Linked DNA regions of Anas platyrhynchos: region 1 is linked to region 2. Evidence: chromatin contacts called from public Hi-C data. All regions are on one chromosome and are shown on one strand. The core of a region is the stretch at or near the end of the contact, and the rest is flanking DNA. Distances in the headings are between cores, read along the strand shown. Region 1 overlaps MRTFB (myocardin related transcription factor B). Region 2 overlaps LOC101794451 (DNA repair endonuclease XPF).

The links. Hi-C and Micro-C count contacts between places; a contact is called where the count stands out from the background.
Region 1: a Hi-C map of skeletal muscle shows a contact between it and region 2, with 1.7 times the contacts expected there. The contact joins two enhancer-like sites. A contact is called at or near these places in 3 of 8 Hi-C or Micro-C datasets (skeletal muscle and subcutaneous adipose tissue).

The regions. Positions count from the first base shown.
Region 1 is chr15:2,554,584-2,560,220 of IASCAAS_PekinDuck_T2T, reverse strand. It overlaps MRTFB (myocardin related transcription factor B), which reads right to left. Exons shown (of 16, transcript XM_072024089.1): 13 at 5,201-5,359; 14 at 4,761-4,898; 15 at 3,612-3,672; 16 at 1-1,066. The coding sequence ends at 528. Among named protein-coding and RNA genes, the nearest start is that of TRNAT-CGU, 16 kb to the left of the region's middle. Within about 2 kb of position 3,165, at least 2 of the 8 cell types and tissues checked have an H3K27ac peak or open chromatin away from gene starts, as enhancers often do.
Region 2 is chr15:2,448,980-2,454,909 of IASCAAS_PekinDuck_T2T, reverse strand. It overlaps LOC101794451 (DNA repair endonuclease XPF), which reads right to left. Exons shown (of 11, transcript XM_005028641.6): 6 at 5,487-5,615; 7 at 4,715-4,825; 8 at 2,896-3,487; 9 at 2,051-2,143; 10 at 1,257-1,369; 11 at 1-168. Among named protein-coding and RNA genes, the nearest start is that of MRTFB, 23 kb to the left of the region's middle. Within about 2 kb of position 3,654, at least 3 of the 8 cell types and tissues checked have an H3K27ac peak or open chromatin away from gene starts, as enhancers often do.

The sequences.
Region 1 (5,637 bases), core at 1,916-4,415, 110 kb before region 2:
AAACCAGAGATATGAAATTTCACTGAACCAGCCAGTGCTTCTACCTGTCTTTGCCCTCACAATTCATTTTGAACCTGGCTCAGGCTATCCACAGGAACAATGAAGTGTAGTGATACGTTACCCTCCCTCAAACAATATCTCACTGGGTGAATACAGACATTTAAGTCTCACTTTTTCTTCTCTAAGATTATCCACATTGTGTTGCTCATTTAGGCATTACAAAGTCAGAGACATAACTTTTCATATATATATTTGTGATGTGTTTCCCATGGGGTACTTCTAATCAGTAAGCACAATCGTCCTTTCTTGACTTGTGAAACACAGCTTTCAGAGGGCCGTGATCTGCATTAGTGATAGGAGCATAAAGTAATTCACCGTTGTAAACTTGAACATCAATAAGGAATTACTTTCAAGCATTTGTTCTTCCAAACGTTGCTATCTTAACTATCTTAACTGCAATCAGAATGGTGTAATAATGGACCTCTGCTGTAAAGAGATTTGCAGGTCACGTTCTCATTGGCTATAGCTTAATCCCAGTGCAACTGGAGGTCTTGTGGATCTAGAAAGTCAGTCGAAAACATGCTGGGGGCAGTAGAACTGAGAGGGGTGAGTCCAGATGAGGAGCTGGGCATTGTAATGTCTAGCCATTCCATATTGTCTAAATTTGTATCAGGAAGGTCAAGAGATAGACAAGAATTATTAGTGGTAAACTGTGGGTCAGATGTTTCCATGGGTGAATGAGAATGATCTAAAATACTGGAGTGATTAAGCAGATCATGCTGGAGGTCTTCAATTAAAGAAAATGACTCTCTGTCTTCACTGCTGCTTGTCAATTGAGGAATTTCATTACCTGAGGTTAAAGTTCCATCCAAGAGGGCTTCAAGCTGATTTTCCAGACTTATAGACAAGCTGGTTGTCGGTTCTAAGGACACAGGAGGAGGGGCCATTTGGATTTGGGGTGGGGGGCGGGATATCACTGTGTTCACTGGCATTGTAGTGATGTTGGCTGTTACTGGTCTCATTTTAGAAATGGGAGATGGTTCCTCCTTTATCGGAAGGGAAATCTCTGTAACAAAACAAACAAACCATAATTCAAAAAAGATAATGACATATATTTTACAACTTCTACACCTTTTTTGACCACTTTGAGATGTACCTACAGTAAACTCGATGGAGTAAGACTCATTTTGCTGTTCTGATAGTACAAATACTACGTCTACATCAGACTAATTATGTCAGATACTCTGTGAACAACAAAATATTTTAAAACAAATTCTGGAGTTCTGCTTTCAAGTAATACTCCAGCTGATGAGAACGCTTGTATCAACGAGAAAAGGAATAGTTCTCTAGATGACATCTTTACCTCCTCCATGTTTATAGTTCTTCTAACTAGGATAATTATAGAACCATCGATTTCCCTACATAGGAAGAGTATCTGAACCAATTTTCAATTCCATACCTGTTTAATACTATGTCCACTGTGATGAATTAGTCTAAGAGATCATTTAACGTGATTAGGATGCTTTCATAGTTGATTCTATATTTGAAAACTACTCTTCTGTCAAGAGGAGTAATTTAGTGGTAGTAACAGTAAAAGGAGATACAGCAAGGTAAGTTCCAATTAATTCTTACATGTGAATGGAATCCAAAAATAAGATTAGATCTAGAATGTTTGACAGACAAAAATATGTGAGTAAATTCTCTAGCACAGATAATGTTTCTGCCAACAGAAATGCACTGACCATGTAATTTGTACCAGTTTTCCAAGGAAAATGTACGTTTTTTATATCTGTGTAAGAACATCTATAAAATGTTTGCTTAGTAAAGGCCAAACATTACGAAATTAACCTTCTCACTCTCCTGAAGTACATTAATAAACTAAACATTTTTCAATGTAGAACTTGCAATAGCCCTGAATACTTATTTCCTTTTTCATAAAGACAATCAGAAAATGTTTTTGCTTTTTGTGGCAACTTGGCAAATACAGCACAGTTGTTACCTTAAAATCAAATAGATTTAGTAATACCGTATTTGAAGCAAATACTTAAATAAGCATGCTAATGTTTCATACATCTTCTGTTTCAGAGGTGCAGCTTCTTTGAACTACTGATGCAATGTTTTAATAAGAGCACTGAAAGCATTTGTAAACTTAGTATGAGTTGTTCACTGCGCAAGTCACTTATCTTACACTGTCACTGTCTACTCCGTTTTCTTCAGCTGACTTTGCAATTTGCTTTGAAAAAGAGAAAAATACTTGGATGTTTAGAATATGGCTAAAACCTGCTCATAGCCTACAATCAAATCACTTATGTCCTGGCATTCACTGCTGTCAACACCTTTACAAGACAGTAGTACAAAAAAAACATTAAGTTAACTGAATTGCTTCACACCAGAACTTTTCCCAGTATTGTAATGGCACTTTAGTCTACAAAGCCTAATTATACCTAAAAGTCTCCTGTATAAACTGCAAAGCTACTTTATATATTGCTTTGGTTATTTCACGTCCTTTCTGATAGCTGTCTTGTTTCAACTAACATAGAAAGCTGTTGCTCATTAATGTCTCTATGTAGTTCATACATAACATTTCATTAAATATAACCCCGTGTTATCAGCTCTAAATATCAAAGATATACTACTGGAAAACAAGTAGTTTCAACTTACTTTTGCTCTTCCCTTATTCTTTTCATGGTATAATTTCAGTATAATATGGACTTGTGCAACTTTTTCAATCTTTATTAAGTATGTCTCTGCTAATGTAAGGTGCTATTTTAATCACTTGAATACTGTGTGGATTACAGAGAAAATCTGCCTGGGCTAATATGCAAGAAGAGAAGTTCCACAGCTGCTTGACTATATGTGTTTTGGTAAATGTTTTGTTTTATAGGTAATTAACACAAACTTTCAGGAATACTAGCTTCATTCAGACTGGATACCTCCTGTCACTGGCAGAATTCTTTCCTTTCAATCTGTTGACTACAGTACTGAGTTTTTATTATGAGGTTTTAAATCTCTCCATCACACAAATGTTACTTGGCCGTCCTGGTTTCAGTTAGGACAGAGTTAATTTTCTTCCTTGTAGCTGGTAGGGTGCTATGTTTTGGATTAGGATGAGAAGAGTGCTGATAACATGCTGATGTTTTAATTGTTGCAGAGTAGTGCTTACACCAAGCCACGAATGTTTCAGCTTCTCACTCTGTCCTGCTAGCGGGCAGGCAGGGGGTACAGCAAGAGCTGGGAGGGGACAGACCCAGGACAGCTGACCCAAAGTGGCCAAAGGGGTATTCCATACCATCTGGTGTCATGCTAAACAATATAGAGGGGTGGCTAGCTGGGGTGGGGGGGACGGACTGCTCAGGATTAGGCTGGACATTGGTCAGCGGGTGGTTAGCAATTGTACTGTGTATCACTTGTTTCGTACACATCATTATTCTTAGTACTATTATCATAATTATTGTTATTATTATTATTTTTTTCTGTCTTAATAAACTGTCTTTATCTCAACTCACAGGCTTCACTTTCCCATTTCTCTCCCCCATCCCAGAGAGGGAGGGGGGAGGGTGAGCTGTGTGGTGTTTAGCTGCCAGCCAGGTTAAACCACAACATTGGCTTACCTCCACTCTTGATGAGAATATCAAAAAGATCATCCATCTGCTGACTGTGTGCACTGGAAATCTGTGGTGCAGGAGAAAAGGGTTATTCTTTTTCATGTAGTGTTTTTCTAAGCAGATTGATCCTAGCCTCTCTAAGTAGTACCTAAGTACTAACCTATGATCAAGACCAAAATTCTTCTTACGAAATTGTCAATCTAGATAATAGAGAAAGAATTTGGAGAGACACTTGTAGAATTCCTCTGGTTGGTTTCAGTACAAAGGAATAGGAAAAAAAATATGAAAAGCAACACAAAGTTTTCATGAAGGCAACCTAAAAGAGAGATGCAGAAAACTAGGGATAAGAAGGGGAATTGCTAGCCCTGTTTTGCAGAAGGGAAATATTCAGAATAGCAACTAGACTATGGGGGTGCACCCTGAAATGCTTTCTCTAAGAGACAACTTGTAAATGACCATCAAATGCGATATAGTTTGTTTGTTTGTTTTTACATGCCAGTAACATACGAAATGGCATTAGATATTCATGCTTCTGTCTGAGTGCCTGCCACCACAAAAATAGCACACAATATGAAGTCAATATGAAATTGTCTCTTTTGGGATAATTCTGAAATGCATGAGGTTAGGGATGCTCATTAACTTTGTTTGCAACTTTCTTCCAATCTGAAGGATATCACAGTAAACTGACAAAGCACCCTGTACGATTATTCACCAAGCTCACTAAATAAAGCCTCCTTTCAAGCAAGCGTGTGTTCAATTGTGTATATATGTTTCTGTATGTGCATATAAACACACTCATGCACACATTTTCCTCAAGTTTCCTCAGTTTGGGAAAGTACTTTTCAATGTACTTTCTAAGTCTGAAATCTGGGTATCATACATCCTTGAAACAAGTCCATTGAATGACAGTTATTGCTAAGTAGCAATAGCAGTGTTATCCCGATTATATTTATCGTCAGCTGGATAATCTAAGACTTATTTACATGTCTGTTAATTTCATCAAAAAACCATGAATCCTGCAGTTAAATACAGTTATGAGAATATTAAGAGTACATTAGAAAATTTTGATGCCAAAGAAAAACTGTAATAAACAATGACTGATAATTCTGAAGAAACAAAATATTTTTAACAAACTAAACAAGCAAAAATAACTACCTCACGGTGAGATGTCTGAATATTGCGGGTCTGTTTTATAGCCTCTTCGTAACGGGGGGGATCTTTTTTCTTGGACACTGTGTTGTTGAAGAGGGATTGCTGAACGATATAAGGCTGGGCTTGAGAAGGAGAGCCAGGCTGCATGAAATAATAAAAAAAAGTCTGAATATACATTTTAATGAAATTGAAATGTATCATGTTATACAAATGATAGTATTCTGCCATACCAATCTAAATATTTACAAACAATAATAATATGAGGTATAAAATACGTTTTTACTTTCCCACACATGCTATATAAATATACGTATCATTAAAATACACAAAATGTTATTCTTTCTTGAGAGAACTGCAATATATAGAACTGCAATATATCACGCATTATTTAAGATGATTAATATAAAAGTGAACTTCATGGAGTGCAGTTGGACTGATCTTACCTTACTAGGAGTAGCAGGTCCATTCTGCATAGACGGCGCCTGATTGCTGCCAGTGTGAATGTTAGAATTTGATGTTTTATTAATAAAAGACTGTGAAGGTGTTGTAACTGGTGCAGTCTGATAGGAAAATACTGTATTGGATGTGGTAGGTGGAAAAACCTGTAAAGGATTAATATAGCAGTCTTAGTATTTTTAATAATTAATAATATTGGGTAAATGGCATTTAATGAAGTTTAAGACCTTTTTTTTTTTTTTTTTTTTTTTTAATACTTGCTTGCTTAAATTCCCTGTTAAGGGGATGTTATCTGTACCTGTTCTTCCCTCCAGTGTATTAATGCGTAAATCTAGAGCTATTATTCTTTTAAAGAAACTTTGTGCCATGTCATGCTTTAGTCATCCCTCGTAAGTAAAATACTCTCCTGTGATCCTCCAGGAAG
Region 2 (5,930 bases), core at 2,405-4,904:
TACTTTTCCGCTCTACACAGACATCAGGAGTTAAGATATAATCTCCAACTTCCAAAGTAACAGGCTCAATGTCAATACCACGACGATGAATCAGTGATGGAAGCTCACTACGAAATTCCCGCATGTCCACTATTATAGTTTGTTGAGTACTCTTCTGTTCCTGTCCACCTGAAGAGCAAAATAAAGAGTTAACCAAACTAACACGACCTCCAACTCTAGTTATCCCATGTGATGCCAACACTTCCGTAACGGATGAACTTCACCTTTCACATTATACCTCAAATTCAGCAGTATAATAAACCTAGACTTTATTTAATTTTAAACTTTAAAGACAAATGAGTTGCCACATTATATACTATAGTTTATGGAGTATGCTCTGCAGTTTAATAGAACTATCATGTTACCTTCTACGCGCTGTGTAGTGACAACAAGATACATTAAACTGTAGAGGAAAATTACTTAAACACGTGAAGAAAATGTTTAAAATGTTTCCTGCAAAATCAGATAATGAAGCTGCTGCTTTTTATTTCCAGCTGTTTCCATAGAAATATGGCATTTCATTGTAGAAGATATATTTCAACTTCTATAGATCTATCTGTAAAAGGACACATGTAGCAGCATTGAGGTGACGAAAGACATCACAGCAAAGATTAGAGAGCATATGGTGATGAAGAGCAAGATTTAAAAAAATTACAACTAAGAAAAATAGAGGCAAAGCTGTAAAGATGAGGACACAGTACACATCAGAAGAAGGGAACAAAAATACGGTTAGAAATGCAACAAAAGAAAAAAAAGATGCTTTATTGGAAAGAAAGACAAATACATGATCTGCAGTTGTTCATTCAGGTAATCTGTTTCACCAAGATAAGTAGAAGTCCCAAACATTGACTAGTTCAAGAACAAAACACATCACTTAACTTTCTGTAGACTTCAGTTTTAATGTTTTAATGTCTTTCCACCTCATTAAAGGCAACAGGCTGCCCAGAAACAATCCAAATGGTATCTGTCTTAATGGTAAAATACTTCCTTAATCTATAATTTCTTTTTTTTAAAAAACAAAAACAAAAACACAAAAAAAACATACTGCACTGCCATTTCAGAATGACAGCGAGAGATGCACTAAGATAATGCTTCTTTTCCATCAGGATTGTAGAATCCACGTGCCTCTACCACCCAGATGCTTTGGACAGGATTTAAACAAAATAGGTTACAAGCCTCAGCTCAGAGCTGCGAGCCCAGCTTCAGAAACCACTCACCTGCTTTGCGTGTGTCAGTAGAAACAGAGGCAGGTTTAGCATCTCTCAGAAGATCTAAGTTTGTTTCATCTCTTCCTTCTCTTTCTTCAGGAACAACCATAGTGGCCCTTTCTCTAAGGAACAACAAACAAAGAATCACTGAAAAACTGCAATTATATATGATGAATACTTCATAACATATACTGTTCACTGAGATGTAAAATTACATGTAGTTGAATACTAATTGCAAACCCGACTAGAAACGCAATTCATTAGGATTTCCAGATTGTTTGGGCTAGATTCTGAACTTTTATTTTCAATTTGTAGTGCTTCTGAGCATCTCTTTATATTTTTTGAATTTCATAGAGCACATAAAACAAAAGAACTAATGACTAGTACTACGAGTATAACCCAGTGAGAAGGCATTATCTCATGCACTCTAAGAAAATAATTGGTTTGGTCCTGAAAACTACTTAAGTCATGAAAGCCTTCGAAATACCTTACAACATAGGTTACCTGCAGACAAAAACACATTTTCAGTAGTTTCTCAAAAGGAGAATCTTAAACAATCAAGTAAAAATACCAGTTATACTGGGTAGTCTTTGAACTTTCATATTAAAAAGCCAAAATATCAGGTACTCTGCAAAGGAAGGTTTTGGTTTTTTTTTCCCCCATCGATAAGAAAATTCTCTTTAAGAAGCAATTGAATTAGGAGTTTACCTAAAGCCTTCACACAGTTAAGAACTTCACCATTTGAAATGTGAGCACTTAAGGGAATTATGTAAGAAATTGGTAACAAAGGTTAATTTTGTTACCGAATGAGTTTTTCAAAGGCTTCCTTCTCTTTTCTCAGAGCTGTCAGATAGCGCTGTTCTTCTGTTGAGCTTCCATATATGAGGAAATACACCCTGTATGTTCAGAGGGGAAAAAAACCACAGAACTATTTAGTAAATTAAAAAAGACACCAAAAAATGGTATTTAAGATTAGTAGTAGCAGTAAGTGCCTGAAAAGTCAATATTTGCCTTAAAAAGGTAAGCTGAAAACATCGTCTTTTTTTCTGCAAAGATGCTCCAGAATCAGCAACAAAAAACCTTATATCCATTTTTCTCTCTTTTCTTAAGAAGAAATAGGCTTACTGAAATGTTGAGATTCAACCAGGGTAGACTCAGATTTCAGTCAGACACAAAGCAAACATAATGAAGAAGTTACTTTCTTCTATTTTTAAAATCTTCCCAGAAGACTATGCATAACAAACTACAATCTGCAATTGTCCTGATTTAGGAAAAAAAAAAAAAAAAAAAAAGGAAAAAAAGAAAAACACCAAAACATACAAGACTTCAAATCGTGTGTTTGCATGAGGGTATCTTATCTTCTACATAGAACAAACTGCCTTTTATAGAATGGACATTTTATTACAAGTGTGTTTCTGTTATTAAGGGACTAAATACCTAGTGGGAAGTAAAAATTATCTTGCAATTACATTCGACATAGTTTTGTTTAAAATTAAAAAGAAAGCTAATCAGGAATTAAAAGGTAGCTTAAAAAACTCACTAGATGTATTTTGTGCCTTGACTGTCAGAAGTGCACAATAGATATTTTTTTTCATTTGAGACTAAAATTAGACCAAGAACAGTCTTGATTATCACCAAGTTCACTTGCCTCAAAGGCTTTCCAGGCCTGCTTGCCTTGTAGATTTCCAGCTGCCGAACAAAAGTCAGCTCTGCATCATACAGCACAACATATCTTGGTTCTACTTCATGCAGTACCCTGGTGAGAGAATAGGGATCACTGCAACCCTGCAACGGATGAATAATTGTGAGTGGGCTTTTGAAAATACCGTAGTAAGAATCTGAAGATAAGTTCACAGGGAAATATTCAGGAATTGTCTCATCAATACTGCCTTCTTGGCTACTGCTTAACTCTTTGTTATCTTCCACATCCAACTCCTCTTTGCTTTCCTCCTCAGTTTTCCCTATCATTTGGATTATAGTCTGGTCTTGCTGCTTCTTGTGTTTGTTTTGTTTTGAAGAAGTTGCGAGTTTGTTTTTTTTGGCTTGAGGCCCTGTGTCTGGTCTGGCATTTCCTTTGGACTTGACGGCTTTTCTGTCCTTAATCCACACATCTCCAGCTTTCTCATCCTTTCCAAAGGTTTTATTATACAGTCTCGTTAAAAAGGCTTCTGCTCCATCAGTAATATACTCCCTGAGCTGTGCACAAGCTCGGTCATCACTGGCACAAATAAGCACCTGCCCTGCAGTCAAGAAACAATATCATGTTTATAATCTGTTATGATGTACTTCTTTTAATCCAGCTACAAGACATCTTGAGCAAATTGTTTTAAATGATCCTAGAAGTGTGCCTACCAAATGCCTTTTACACTTGGTGGTCACAGTTGTTCTGGACTTCCAGGGAGTGTAAATTGCATCATAGTTTGTATTAAACCAAGATTAGAGAAGGTTAATAAAAGTTCAGCATTCCTTAGTCTTACACCATCTAAAACAGTAAGTTTTTTCTTTTGACCATTTGAAATGAAGCAAATACAACATGGGCTGAAATATACTCAGATGCTTTCTTTTTATTTATTTTTTAAATGTGGGATAAGAAAGGACTTAATTGAGACTGTTTTAGTTTTCAGCCTTTGTCAGCTGTGTTAGGGAGTCCAAAAAATACATGTTTCACACAGTATTATTGACATTTGTGGGCCTTGAATAACAATTCTCTGCAAGCTGACTCAGATATACTCCTACAACACTAGGTTAGAGTGCCAGTTCTTATCCATAGTCAGAACACTGTGGGTGGGAGAAAAGGGCACTTTTTTACCCTTGCTATTTCCTAAAATAAAACTTGGTGAAATTTAAGGGGATGAAAAGTCCTAAAATAGGAAAGGCAGCAACATGGTTAGTTAGAAACACACCTTCTTCTCTCTACCCAAGAAGCTGCATCTCCTGGAGAAGCGGTTTTTAGGTGCCCAAGAAAATGTATGAGATGGAATGGTCAAAAGATGGAACTTCTGTTTCTTTGAACCTGAGTGTCAATTACTATAGTTCTAGCCATCTGCAGCTCCATGCCCCTCCGCAATCCAAGCAAGGGCGCTTGTCTGAACAGTTTAGGGAGAACTGTGTAACAGACCGATACAGCTTGTAAAGCTATGAAACAGTTCTATTTCTGCATTACTTTAACTGCTGTAGAAGACTGGAACATGTACACGTTGCCTCGTTATTTAGAATGAAGACCACAGCAGATGAGATCTTTTGATTTGCACTGGAATAAACTGAATAGATGATTGTCTTATAACTATTTATCCTACTGGTGAGAATACAAGTATATAAAACACTTTGTCTTAAGTCTATAAATTACTGTTTCAAACCAGCTCTTTAGTATAATCACAGTAAAGAATTTGAGCAATCCCTCTCAAAAGTCAAATAGAAGAGAAAATCAGATGTACGGTGAAAATTTACTTCATTTAGTATTTTCTCACCTGGACCACCGAAGTCTTCACTGTTCTTATTCTCATTTGCAATCTCATTCAGTACTTCTCTCAAAGCTTCCCATTTTGGGTTACTTTCTAGCACCAATTCCCTTTTCAGTTCTGAAACAAAGATTAAACGTAGCAGCTTTTACAGCCAAAATACCCTTCAGAACTTTAAATTAGTGGTTCAATGTCAATGCTCTAATGGTTGTTGGCAAGTACAATATTCAACAGTCTACATATGCGACTTGTTTTGCTGATCAGGTAGGAGAGCACTTTTACAGAATCATTAAAAATGGGGAAAAACGCTCTAATGAATCATTTAACTAACCTTTAACTAAAAAAGTTAAAGTATTGACTTGTTCTTCAATTCTGAAACTCTTGAATAAAATACATATATAAAAATATAAATATAAATATAAATATATAATAATGGCAGCTTCTTATCCCTTCATGTAAAATGCAAAAGATCAAGCTGAATTCTATGTAATTCAGGAACAATCCATAAAAGCTCTCCCAATGATCAGCTGAGTAAGCTGAGAAGAATGCCTTATTTGATTGTGACTGTTTTTTTTGTTTACTGTATGCTTTTTGAACAAAGCATACAATATATGCTCATCTCAATATATCAATATATCAATATATCTCAATATATCCCAGCTACCAGACTGAGGTCTAGAGCTGCGTAAGATCTTGTAAAAAAACACAGCACAAGTAATAATATACAGAGTGTTTGAAATCGTGTTACACTCTCAAACTTAAAATTAGGAGCGATCAGTACCATTTTCCTTCTTTACATCACTGTTTCCAGAGACTTTGCCTTTCTGATTCAGTTTCTCATCTGCAATGCGATAAACTCTTGCTCGAGCATTTACAAACATCGAAGTACTGGAGTCAAGAAACAGCCAACCTAAAGAGAAAAAGAAAACATTAATTGTTTGACATTTGAAGTGTACATGCTTCAGACATTTCCAATAATAGCCTCACATCTCTCATCTGGATTACCTGTGCTACCTGCTTACTATGTAATTACTAGCTTAATAAAAGACAGAAATGTGATGCAAGTCTCACGCTGTTAAGTTAACAGCAGTTAAGTGGGAAGATGAAAGCATTATCTGTCAATAAAAACCTACGCCCATATGGCTGGTTATATAAAACCTAACTAGATACTTTCATATGTTTAGGAATGTTAATTAAAAATATCATCATTTCTCTGTTTCATGCA